Regions from separate parts of the Gossypium hirsutum genome. Here region 2 is linked to region 1. Evidence: chromatin contacts called from public Hi-C data. All regions are on one chromosome and are shown on one strand. Each heading gives the region's core, a stretch centred on a gene start, on an enhancer-like site or on the middle of the called end of the contact. The rest is flanking DNA. Distances are from core to core; before and after follow the strand shown. Region 1 holds the start of LOC107951569. Region 2 holds the start of LOC107951575 (embryogenesis-associated protein EMB8).

Region 1 (7,050 bases), core at 2,631-5,130:
CACCAAAACTATAAGAAGCATAAGAGCCTTAACTATAAGGCAATATACACACTCTTTACAAAGTTAGAAGTATTTAAGATATAATAGTTCTTTTTAGAAGCAAAGATACAATAGCTAAGTACATCAACTTGGGACAGTTAGTGCATAACCAAAAGTAGTATATACAAGAGGCTCGAGAGTGACTTTACAAGCAAAAGATCCATGGCCGCCTTCACCATCAATCTACAACCTATGTGAGGAAAAACAAAGTTCCAGGCAAATTGAATTACTTAGTGGTGCTCTAAACTAAAAATTCAATTTACCAAATTAATATCTTTAGAAAGAGTATTTAGTCACATAGCCATTCTTATTATCAATTCACTCATTCTATTACATACAAATTTAGACTAAATTATTCCACTTGTCATTCATTAAGCCATCTTTCATAAGTACCATATTTAATAAGTTATTAGCCTTTAGAATCGAATTTTAATTAATATTATGGCACATAATATCGACTATATTACAAATTGATCCATTGCCAAAACTTATCGATTTAACCTTCCACAAGTATCGGCATCTTGCCAAGTTTTCAACCACTAATATATTAATTCTTTTTTCTTATTACCAAGATAAGATAGAGTCCTCTTTTTAGCCATTGAATTAAATTTTCTTAAAGATTGTTATCCATCGGTTTCATTTCTCAAATTTGCTATTGTTTTTCTCTCTCTCATCTCACCCAAAATAGTCAAACAAAACCAAAATGATTTCTTTGCTTAGGCCCCCTCACTACACCGATTGTCTCTTGCAGGGAGAAAGAAATTTGGGCTTCCATTGCTTAAGACACCTAGAACAAACACTTACAATGCCAATTTCTCATTCTATATAACTTTGTTGAATTTGTTATTCATATGGTTAAAGAGCCACTTTGTCACCGTTCACCAACCTTGGAAAAGAAATGGTCAAATTGCTATTCTTTGCCAAGCTCAAGTCCCTTAACTAAAAGGTGCAATTATTCTTCAAGTCCTTAGCTCATAACAATCATATAATACACATCCTCCAACTCTAAGGTTTAATTTCCTTACAAGGCCTTCTACTTTGAGCAATTAAAATGTTAGATAATTGTCCCTACGGGTCCTCTACTTATTTAAACACGATTCTTCCATACTTTTACACCAGATATACCCCATCATACTCTGTTTTGATCAGATTAAGAAATGATACTTATAGGGAATTTAGTAAATAGAATTCCATACTTTTACGATCACTTGTACCCAAACATAAGATTAGGGTAATAGATATCAAGAGGCAAAAGGTAGCTTAGACTACATTCAATTATTGAAGAATCACATGAAGCTTAAAAATTAACACCACCACATCTATATGCTCCCTTCGTATGAAAAATATATATATTCAATTTTAAGAAGGCTAGAACCTCACCCAGCATCGAGTACATTGCGCGATACAATCTCCCTTACAATCCACATTGTAACCCAACACTTTGGGATTCCTAAGAAGAAGATTTTTAAGAGATTTACCTTTTATTCCCCAATCCTTTTCCAGTATCTGTACATTTGTTCTCAACTCGTGTTCGATATCACATCCAAGAACTTCAGGAAATTTCTTCAGCAATTTGCGCAGATCATCGTCTGACAGACCTAGGCTTCTCAGGTATTCTAATATTTCATTAACAATTTCGAACCTCGGTTCTTCCTTCTTGCGTTCTTCACCCCAATACGGGGAGTGGACGTGCCCAAATGCCTTTCCAAGTATCTTGTCTTCCTCCTCATCGGTGAAACCAAATGCCGACAACGCTTGCCTGCATGCTTCCCATGTCTTTCCCTCTGTGTTTACATTTATTGCCCATTTATGAGGAGAAAAATGGGAGCTACCAACTCTCCCTATCACTGTCTGTGGGAGCCTACTCGAGAGGGTTACGCTGAATGGTACAATATTTGCTGCAGATGTTGCAACATCAGGCTGCATCAAGAATTCATGGAAATAAACAAAACCAAGATTTGAATTAAACTTCCAAATGTTGTATACCTATTAGGTTATATGTACAAATCACACATACAAAACTTCACATTGTTCTAATTATCAAAATGAATTAGCTATTGTGTCATCTCTTAATTCTAACTTGATCTTATTTTCATCTTTGTTTCGAATGGTGGCAAATCGAGCAACCTAAACAACTCTTCTTACTGGGATAGTGGACCTTTTATCATTTTAAAGAGATTAAAGCATCGATATATTGTTTCTATCACATGCTATTGACATATAAGTTATTGTTGCTACTTAAGAAACACCACTAACATGGAAACCTGAATAAAGCAGAACAGATTTTTCATAAGTTTTATAATGTACTCTTTGCCTAGAGGGCCAACAATAATAAAAATGAAAAGCATCCATGATACACTATGTCTCATACTTCTAGGATGAGATGTGAGATTGATGAAACTTACAACACAGAAACAAGAAGTCGCAGAATCCAATGTCATCAAAGACGAAGCTAACGATTTTCCCAGCATCCCTGCACTATCAGAGAAATGAGAACTACTATGAAACAAAATAGCCAACAAAGTCGGAACTATTTAGAGAGAAGGGTCATACTCAAAATCATACCAATACTGCTAAATTATGCACAAGAATGTCACGAGATATGCAATTAGCACTATGATATCTTACATATTATATCCAATTAGGTTCAGAAAAACCCAGCGAACTCAAAACAGCTAGATCTCCATTTAACTAAAACCACAAAATACCTCAAGTGATATAAAGTCGTTGTACATTCAGATTATGTATTTAGTAATCTAATTTTTCTGGCTACATCATATTAAGTTTCATAGAGTTCAATTTAGGCTGCCTTAAAACCACTAGGTTTAGAAGTACAGCAGGAAGGAAGAACAAGCAATTGAATACACTACTTTGACTGTATAGTAACTAAAATTATCCTACTGATAGAACTTTTTGTTATAAGTTAGCATCCAGGGATTCTTTCATGTTAAATTGTACTAAAGAACAACTGAAATAGACAGTCCACCAGAAAAAGGTCAAAATTCCAAACTGCTAGGTAAGCCATGGAAGATACTTCAATTCATTTTGAAGCACTTTAAGCAATAGAATTTCCATTGTATTCTTTAACAAGAAGCTCCATGATAATTAGGAACGAAAATCACTCTAAGAACTTAGTATTTAGAAGGCATTGGTTTAGAAATGATAACCAGTATGGAAGACAATCCCACAATTTTTCACCGTTGTTTTGAAAATTGCAGCTGGAAAGCATATAAATCCAATATTTAGGAGCCCCCACATGCACCCTTATGTAAACCTCCTTACAAACAAATAAATTGGCCCTTGGAGGATTGATTACCTAAAAATGCAACAATAATAAGGGTTAAAATGCCTATTATTTGAAACCCTTTACTTTGATTATCAATCTCTTGAACCTGGAATGTGAAATTAAGCAAACCCCAAACCCTATCCTAATACAAGATTGGGAATTTTAGTGTTTTTTTTTTTAACAAAAAAACATGGATGAGAATAGGAAAATTACCTGAAGGAGAGAGTGTTGAAGGTGTTGAATGGAGAAGAAATGAGGTTTGGTTAGGTCAGAAAGGAAGGGTAAGGGAAGACCCCACCCCAAACATGAGAACCACAGATCCATTCCTAGGTGACTGCTTTGCCTTGTAAATATCCTTTGATGATAGCCAGTAGCCAACTCCTCAAGTCAAGTGGCTGACTTTTGGATTCCCTTTGTTTACAAGTAGCTGTTTGTGTGATATCTTGGGCTTGCACTGATAAGCAAGGCCTAACCATCTTGTAAATTACAGGCGTATAAATATAGATTTTTGAAGAAACATGGTTCATACGTTTTCTTTTTATTTCTTTGTTCTTTTTATCTTTATTTCATAACATAGCACAACTGTGAAAGCATTAAATCTCAACTAGCTTTTAAGTATTGTGTATGGTGGGAAGGATTATGAAGCAAATCAAATGCAGTACAAAAGTCGCACTATACACCACCATTTAACGTGAAGGATCAGTTCCTTATCAATCATCAATAATTATTGGTGCTATGGTGTAAAGACTTAACGTATTTTTGACAATCTATGTCCACCGTAGCTCTAATTTAATAATAATAATAATAAAGCTTTGATAAATATTTTTATTATATATATTTGAGTCCAAGTTAATCTCATAGCCTTACATTAATTTTGTTTTAATTTACACATCTAATTTTTATATTAAATTTGCTTGAGTATTATCTACATATTATTGTAACCTCTTTCTAGTGACTTCCAATTAATTTGCTTTGATTATTTAAATAGATTTAGTAATAGTAATTAATTTAAAATTGGTTTCTTTGTATGTTGAAAATTTTATTTTTTATATTGTAAATAATAAGTAAATATTTTGTTCAACTAGTTAATTTGTTTCTATTTCGCTGAAACCTTAACCATATTTGTAGAATCAATTTAGCATGTTATATTATTTTGATTTAATGACAAATTTGGTCATTAACGTTTATACGTTTTATCAAAATGGTTCTAATTTTATTTTTGAGCTTTTTTTGGCCTTTTAACTTTTGTACTTTTTTTTTGACAAAATATATAAACGTTAGTAGTCAAATTTATTATTAAATCTATTATTTTTAAAAATACATCATTGCATATATTAAACAATGAATAATTTTAAGTATTGCATAAAAAAGAATAAATATAATAAATTAATGTTAAAAAAAATATTTTTGTTATTGTTATCAAATTCAAAGTATAAATGTATTAATTATTCTTTTATTATATTTACATTGATCTACTTATCTTTAAGCATACATATATGTTATTTATGTACTCCTCTGGTAGTAAAATCAAATTGATTTCATGCTTATTTATGATGGAGTAAAGCTATTAATGAAATTTTATTTGTCATAATAGAAATGTTATATTCCTTACATGCAACAACATATTATAATCATCAAAAGAAGTGTCAAAATAATTTTTCTCGCCACTATAAGTGGAAAAATATAAATAAGAGAAGAACAATAATTTTTAACTTATGTTATTGATGCGGTATGAAAGACTATTTGGTTACATATTTGTCGTACACCTAAGCATTAAGTATGAATTGTATCATTTTTGTGGATTCTGACACTAATTAATTAATTAATGGATTTCAACTAGTAATAATTCTTTTCATAATTAGGAGTGGAGATATAAAATATAAAAATTAGTAGTTAAAAATTAACATTTAGGATATCTAGCTAATCATATCTAATATAACTCAAACATGAATGTAAAACATATCTTTCAATCATACTAGATTTGGTTACACACACGATATAAGTGAAACAAAAATATAATATTAAAATTATATTTCTAAAAAATAAATAATTGAGTTATATATAGATGAAATGTTATAATGTTTATAATTAAAAGTTATTAGGCTTATGTCAATCCTTAGACATTATTCTATTTAAATATTTAATATATTATATATTCATATAATTTTTTTTATTAAAAAATAGGTTTTAAGTAATTTCCTAATTGAATTTGTATTCAATTAATTTATGACAACAATTTAATAAAATACTTATATAAGTATAGACAAAAAAATATAAAAATAATAAATATATTAATTTTAAATTTATATTTATATTTTTGGTATAATAACTTATTTAACCATTTAACTTTAAAAAAAAGTCATTTTAGTTCTTTATTTTGTTTTTAGCCCTTTTTAGTTCTTGAATTTGCATTGTTTATCAAATTATCCCAAACGGATGGAAGAGTTAACGTTTATTAACTTTATTGATGTGGAATCCACGTGTATACCACATCAATAATTAATGATTTTTTAAAAAAATTTAAAAAATATTTTTATACTTTTTAAAATAATTTTTAATTTTTAAAAATAATTTTTTGATTTTTATAAAAAATTAATTAATTTTTGATGTGGCATTCACGTGTATGTCATATCAACAAAGTTAATAATTGTTACATTTTTAATCTATTTTGAGGTAATTTGATAAAAAAACGTAAATATAAGAACTAAAAAAACGAAAAATTAAATAAATAATTAAAATTTCAAAATTTCAGCAGCATATATAATTTAATGAACCGAAAAGATAAGAAGAAAAGGAGAAAAATAGATAGAAAGCAAGAAGGAAGAATATATGTTATAAATATATATTATATGTGTTAGTTTTAATGCAAAGAATCAATGATTTAATGAAGAGTTAAATAGGTAGGAGGTGGACAAAGCTATTTTGATGATTTATTAATCTATTTTGGGAGTTTCTCTTCAGTGTTATAATGTTGGATACATTTCATCAAACCAACCAAAATTATGGACATGTCACCACCCATGACATCATATCATTTTTCCTTTTTATACAAAATGACGTTGTAGGGGTTGATATTTGAAGTATAAATTTATTAAATATTATTAATTAGGGTATTTTTTATATGGACAATATGTTTATTAAAAATAGTGGTCACAATCAAATTAATTATTGTAATTATAAAATAAAATCACGATAAAAACTGTAGACGTCTGATATTGTTATTGCACCTTGAAGATTCTTCCTTCTATTTTCTTTTCTTTTCTTGTTGTACGTAAATGGTTAGTGTTAATGTACCTAAATGAAAATTTTATTTAATACGTATCAATTATCATGTGTATATATATATATTATTATATTATATTAAATTATATTATATTATATTATAAGGTTTTAGTTTTAAGTGACATGAAGAGTTAATTATTAATACGTGACATATTTATTGTGATGATACGTGATAATTGTGCTATTTATTTCTATTTTTATCATTTTAAATAATATTTTGGGTTGTGGATAAATTATAAAGTTAAAGGTTAACACACTACTAGATAATTGTGAATATACAACAAATTTGTAGATAAGAGCTGCCATATAATGGGTGGGCGAACCACTAGTGTTGCAGGTTAATACGTTGCCAGATGGTTGTGAATACACAACATAAATGTAGTTGAAAGTTGCCAGAAAATATGTGGATAAACCACTATAGTTGTAGATTATTAATCTGCCAG
Region 2 (7,050 bases), core at 2,672-5,171, 230 kb after region 1:
ATTCAAACTAGCAACTAACAAATAATGAAACTTTGAAAATTTTCTTCCATAAAACATAGGCCACTTGAAACCTGAAACTAATAGCTAGATTTTGGTATAGATAAAGCACTAACCAAAAGGTCCCATGGGGAGCAAATAGCCACTGCTCCAGCTACTGGTACTTTCTCTCTATCCTCTCCAAGATATTTCACCTGTTGGAAATGATTGATACTAAGATGTCAAAGGTAAATATGAGTTGGTATAAGTTATAATTCAAGGTAACAAAATGTAACATAAAATGGTATGGGTAAGCAAACTGCCTATTGGCTAATCAAAAAAAAAAAAAAAAAAGTAAATACACAAGAGTGTATGCACACACAGAAACAGAAATATATATGTATATATCCAAATTGCCTAAAAAACACTACTTTTATGTGGACAGGGGAAGGCATAGGACCATTTATAGGAATAATAACATGGACTTAAGCCAACTTATTCTAATCTAAATAAGCTGAAACGTGCAGATTTACAAGAATCCAAAATGCATCTATTTGAATCTTGTAAAAGGAGAAGGAAATATCCAATACATCACTGGTGAAGAACTGGCATCTAACATAGACAAGACCAGTTGGTAGATGCACGGGAGAGGTAGATAATGCAATAGATTTCGTAATAAAACTTTTATACCAAACAAATAAGAAATACAATGTCAAAGAAATTCAGACCAAGTAACATACCAGAATGTTGGCACCAATGCTAGTTCCAATAGCAAATAAAGGAGCCTTTGGATACTGATGATGAAGATAATCAATGACGACTCGGGCATCCTCTGTCCAGCCAGCATTATAAAAGCAATCAGACTGCAAATGTGTTATTACAAAATACAACATTAAAAGAAATAGATCTATTTCACATTAACAATGTTAAACTTATTAAAAAATCATGAAGAAATTATTAATATGAACAGAATGGTTAAGCGATGACTAATCTTTATTTAACTACAAGATAGCTCTTAACATCTGAAAATTTCCAGAGGAAGTACAAGAAGCCCTCAGCTTTTAACCAATACACTATAGTTTTCATCCATGCATACTTGTTCCTTGGAGCATGGCATACAAACATAGCCAAATACATCTCACCAATTAACTACCAGTCAAAGATCTAGGTCACTGTATTAGTTCTTAATAGAGGAACTAAATGAATTTTTAAAAAATAAAACAAATTAACTAGAAATAAAGCACCGCAATGTAATGTGCCACAAACAAAAAATGCAACTAGTTTTATTTTACTCGGACTCGGAGTTCAGTGTTATATACAGGTATGGTCAACTTTTCTAATTATTTCCACATATTTGGAAGGTCATATCTCCATATCTACATTTATTGAATATCATCAGATATAGGTATTTTAAGGAGCATGAAAAGTCTGCACAACATAGGCCTAATTGATCTATCATTATAAGGTTAAATACCCAATGTTCTGTCCTTTTTAATTAAATTATTACTACCTTTAGATCAACCTCCAGAAACTTAATTGTTTAAAAAGCTCATCAGTTAAACAAAAAATCAAAGTATTTTTCGATGTCGATTGATTTCACAGACCAATAGAATATAATTATAGGAAGTTCAATGTCCATCATGCAAGATAGATTACTTAGGCAAAATTCCAACTCAAACAGACCAATTAAAAAAGAACACATTAAATACAAGTTTAGTGAGCTAAATGCAGGAGGGAAATAAAAGAAAAAGAACAGCTCACAGTAATTGAAACACCACCCAGTCCTCGGTGGTTGCTAACTACAACATTCCATCCATGTGTTGCCAATCCAAATGCAAGGTGCTTAATGTACTGCAACAAGAATTATATCAAGAAAATTGTAATTTAGTAAACCATATTCCACAACAATCTCTTTCCCATATTTAACCTATGTGTCATTAATTAGTATATGCAATTCTTTAAGTGATTAGTAAGTGGAACAGGGACGAATTAAATTGGCATCAATAGCAACAATTTTTTCTTAACCAGCCACTACATATAGGCAGTAAACTTGCAAAAGGCAAAAAAGAAGAAGCAGCAGCGCTAAATATACCTAACAAAAAGAACCAGGGGCAAAATCGATATATACAGCCATTAAAGCATATTCCATAAGCAATAAGTGAGAAACCAGCAAAGCCTAAAACAAAATCGGTTTATTAGGCCTATCTATTACTAGGCAACTGAATTTTGAGACAGGATAGACATTTGCAAGTTCTAAATTGAGATCCTCATAAGCCTGTCAGCTATCTACTACCTATCCTTCACCTCTAACTACTCATTGTACTCTTGAAGTTTCTATGGATAACTATCCAACTATCCTAGTTGGATTTTTCATTTGTCAAAGTTCAGCAAAAGTTGATACAAAGAGCAGCTAGAAACAAGAAAAGAAGAGTAGTAAACATTTAACTTACTGAAGAAGTAGAATCACTTGTTAAGCCAGGAATGACAACCACCAAAGGTGTAGTGTCATCCTTGGAGATAGTATGATTCACTTCAAAGGCACCTCTTGAAACTGTACAATTGTCAAACACGTCAAAAGTAAGAGCTTTTTACAACCCAAAGTATGAATTTTTCTAGTAGTTATTATGTCTACCATAATATCATCAAAAGTTTTGCACTTACTATCAGAACTTGTAAGCCAATCTAGAGCTATGGTTCCACCATCAGAAGCATGAAAAAGTTGTCTGAGGAAACAGAGGTCTTTGTGAGATAAAAAGCACATGGGCCAACATATATATATTCTAAATCCAACATTAAAAAGATCGGAAAAATTTTAGGACCTGCGGTAGCTGAAAGCAGGAGGATTCCCGAAGAAATTGAGAAAAGCAGTCTGAAAATGAGGACTTGATAACCACGGTGTTGCTATATACCTGCAATAATTTACCAAATCAACCCCCCCCCCCCAAAAAAAATCATGATTGAGAGTGAAAGAAAACAAATTTGTGGGTAAACTAGAAAAAGGAGGAAAAAGGGTACCTGCCATGAAGGATCTTGCACTTGGAAACCACGCCATGGTAGATATGGGAAGTGGGGTGAAAGGTCAAAGCAACCGGAGCACCTCGGAATCCACTGAAAAAGTCTTGGAAGAAATGAAATTCCAGGAAATTGTAAAGGAAAACTACCCAAATCACCATAAACGCAATTACATAATGCAAAATAGGAATCAAACAAAGGGCTCGGAATACTTCTTTATATGCATTGAGGGATGATTCATCCCATGAAATCGACCAATCCATTTGATTAAAATTTGGAGAAAACATGAATGGTTAAATCAAAAAAAAAAACTTGAAATTGGGGAAGAAGCAGTACATACAGAAATTGGAAAAAAAAAGTTGCCTTTCTTTTTTAATGGTTTTCCAGAATTAATGGAGAGAGGGAAAGTAGGAGAAAATTATGGTGAAAATTTCTTTGGGGGTTTGATTTTCTGTTTGGGTGAAGAAAAAAAATGATGACAGTTGAGATTTTGGTGAGTGAATTTATGTCAAAAAAAAAAACTATGGCTCTATCATCAATCATACCGCAACTAATGAACATCTGACAAATGTTTCAGCTTTTGTATCAGAGAAACCAGGTAAAAATCGTTCAACACAATGCTTGGTATAAATAAAATATAATGAGTAGAACCATATCAACAATGCTGATATAGCAGCCAACCTCAAATTATAATAGAAATAAGTTGCTTACCAGGATCAGAGTGAGATTTCCGTTTGGCTATAAGTAACAGCCGGGCCCTTCCACCATTGGTGTTTAGGGTGGCCATCAAGATGTCCCCATGGAACTAACTTTGATGGTCATAGTTGGCAGCCTTTTTTTTTTGAAAAACAAACAAACAAAGATTAAGTTATATTGATCAAAATCACCCTAATTTTATATTGATTTAGAACTTTTACGGTATTATCCATACTTCATCATAAACTAGTAGGCATGTGCTCTTATCTAAAGCTTAATTTAATCAAATAGTCGGCAACTCTAGTATCTACTTTGAGAATATGTCAAATCAGTAAAAAATTATTCATAAGGCTTGAACTACCTTTAAATTGTCAATATGAATCATAGCTCTATTAAATCCATTACTAAGTGAAGTAAGCATGCCATCCAAAATACTTTAAAGTTCGGCCTCAAAGACCATGCATTTCTCGAGATATGGGTTATATCCCAAGATCAATTTTTTATTCTGATCTTGCAACACTCCACCAGTAGACGCTGGTCTATACCCTCTATCCATTGCACCATTAATGAATAAGTGCACCCAATTCCCTGATAAGGAAGTTTGAGTATTAGAGTCATGAACATTTAACTTTACCTCATTATGGTTCAACTCATACTGTTGTGCCCAAGTAAAAGACTCTAACAATCTCAAGGGCATTGCAAGTTATGCCTTGAAAAATAAAAAGATTCATATTCTTCCAAATATGCCAAGCAATTATCCCAAAAAGACAAGACCAAGTTGTCCCTCCTTTAGGTAATCTCGTGGAATAACAAAGATTGGAAGTTAACCAATTCTGTAAGTCCTCAGAAAAGAACATATTATGTTGGTCAAGTGGGACAACTTGCATCCACAACTCTTTTATTGTCGAGCAATCTCGTAACACATGCAAAATATTCTCTGTTTCATGATTGCGAAGTGAGCAAGAACTATTGTGCCCAACTCCCCGTCGAACACGCTCCATGTTAGTAACCAACCTTTGCTTGAAAACAATCCAAAGAAAAATTAATTCCTAGATAGTATTATGATTATGTCGTAAAGAAAAAAAAACGAGTGAGGCTGATAATGTTTGGAAACAACAAGAAATGATCTACTTCAAAAGGCAAGAATCAGAATTGTTATGTGAATGATTCGTGCATTATGTTTCATGAATTATGAAGCAATGGCAGCTACGACTCTCATTGTATTTACATGCTCTTTTTTTCCTTTCGTATTTCAATTAATAGTTTTTTTTGTTTGTTTTCTTCTGTTACACATATGTACACACTCGCACTTACTTTTTCTTTTTGTTGCGAACATGTAAAAGTGTAAAACCCCTTTATAGCTCTCACGCGTGCGTGTATACTTTGCCTTACTTACACTTCCCTCCACCCTCTTTATTTTTCATTATGGTTCATTTTATTCTACGAACAAAAATTAATTTCCAAATGATATTATGATTATAGTGTAAATAAAAACAAAACATGGGTGAAATTGATACTATTTGGAAACAATAAGAAGTGATCTACTACAGAAGGCAAGAATTAGAACTATTATGTGCATGAATCGTGCATTATTAGTGCATTATGTTTCATGCATTATAAAGCAGTGATAGTTACGGCTCTCACTGTACTTGCACTTACATGCTTTTTTTTCCTTTCGTATTTCAATTAATAGTTTTATCATTTATTTTCTTCTATTACACATACATACACATGCGCAGTTACATTTTCATTGTACCGCGAATTTGTAAAAGTGTAAAACCTTGATGATGATGATGATCATGAAGCAGCGGTAGCTACAACTCTCACTGTACTTACACTTACACGCTTTTTTTTTCCTTCCGTATTTCAATTGATGATTTTTTTGTTTGTTTTCTTCTGTTACACAAACATACACACTACATTTATTTTTTTATTTTAGTTGCGAACATTTAAAGTGTAAAACCCCCTAATCGCTCCCATGCACGCATATATACTCTGCCTTACTTAATTCCCAAATAGTATTATGATAATGCCATAAAGAAAAACAAAGCATTGGTGAGGCTAATACTATTTGGAAACAGCAAGAAATGATCTACTTCAAAAGGCAATAATCAGAACTGTTATGTACATTATTCATGAATGATTCGTGTATTGTTAAGCAGCGACAACTATGACTCTCACTGTAATTACACGCTTTTCTTTCTTTTCGTATTTTAATTAATGGTTTTGTCATTTTTTTCTTCTATTATGCATACGTACACACTTGCACCTACTTTTTCTTTTTGCCGCGAACGTGTAAAAGTGTAAAATCCCCTTATGGCTCACACGCATGCGCATATATTTTGCCTTACTTACACTTCCCCTTGCCCTCTTTATTTTTCGTTATGGTTCAGTTTTATTCGACGAAAAAAAATTAATTTCCAAATAGTATTATGATTATGGCGTAAAGAAAAACAAAGCATGGGTGGGGTTGATATTGTTTGAAAAGAATATGAAATAATCTACTTCAAAAGGCAAGAGTCAGAACTGTTATGTCATAATTTGTACATGATTTATGCATCATGTTTCGTGCATTATGAAGCAGTGACAGCTACAACTCTAACTATAGTTACACTTACATGTTTTTTTTCCTTCTGTAATTCAATGAATGGTTTTGTCGTTTGCTTTCTTTTGTTACACATACGTACACACTTGCACGTATATTCTGCCTCACTTACCCTTCCCCTCACCCCCTTTATTTTTCCTTATGGTCCAATTTTATTCTACAATAAAAAAATAATTTCGAAATAGTTGTATAATTATGGCGTAAAGAAAAATAAAGCATGAGTGAGGCTAATACTGTTTAGAAACAGCAAGAAATGATCTACTTCAAAAGGTAAGAATCAGAATTGTTATGTATTTATAATCCCCAACCCAAAACCCAAATGTGGTATGGACCACCTACTCGCGACCCAACCGGGCCCTACCAATGGTATTCGAGCCTGGCACTTATTGCCTCTCTCTTTCTCTTTCTCTCTGTGTATGTGTGTTTGTGTGCATGATTTGTACATTATGTTTTGTGTATTAATGATTTTTGCATTATCCGTGCATTATGAAGTAGTGGCAATTACGACTCTAACTGTACTTAAACTTACACGATTTTTTCCTTCCTTATTTCAATTAATGGTTTTTCCGTTTGTTTTCTTCTGTTACACATACATACACGTGCACTTACTATTTCTTTTTGCCACAAACATGTAAAAGTGTAAAAACTCGATGATTATGATGATGATGATGATCATGATCATGAAGCAGCGGCAACTACGACTCTTACTGTACTTACACTTATATGTTTTTTTTCCTTTCTTATTTCAATTAATGGTTTTT

Evidence for each region. A called contact is a pair of places that touch in the nucleus more often than the background predicts.
Region 2: a contact with region 1 is called in a Hi-C map of leaf, with 2.2 times the contacts expected there. The contact joins the promoter of LOC107951575 here to the promoter of LOC107951569 in region 1. A contact is called at or near these places in 4 of 34 Hi-C or Micro-C datasets (all in leaf).

Annotation. Positions count from the first base shown.
Region 1 is chrA02:9,852,109-9,859,158 of Gossypium_hirsutum_v2.1, forward strand. It overlaps LOC107951569, which reads right to left and starts at 3,881. Exons shown (of 4, transcript XM_016886661.2): 1 at 3,539-3,881; 2 at 3,207-3,355; 3 at 2,445-2,517; 4 at 1,281-1,959. The coding sequence starts at 3,649. The coding sequence ends at 1,408.
Region 2 is chrA02:10,078,020-10,085,069 of Gossypium_hirsutum_v2.1, forward strand. LOC107951575 (embryogenesis-associated protein EMB8) reads right to left here and starts at 3,922. Exons shown (of 15, transcript XM_016886670.2): 1 at 3,700-3,922; 2 at 2,992-3,094; 3 at 2,796-2,885; 4 at 2,638-2,699; 5 at 2,427-2,527; 6 at 1,738-1,827; 7 at 717-839; 8 at 114-191. The coding sequence starts at 3,775.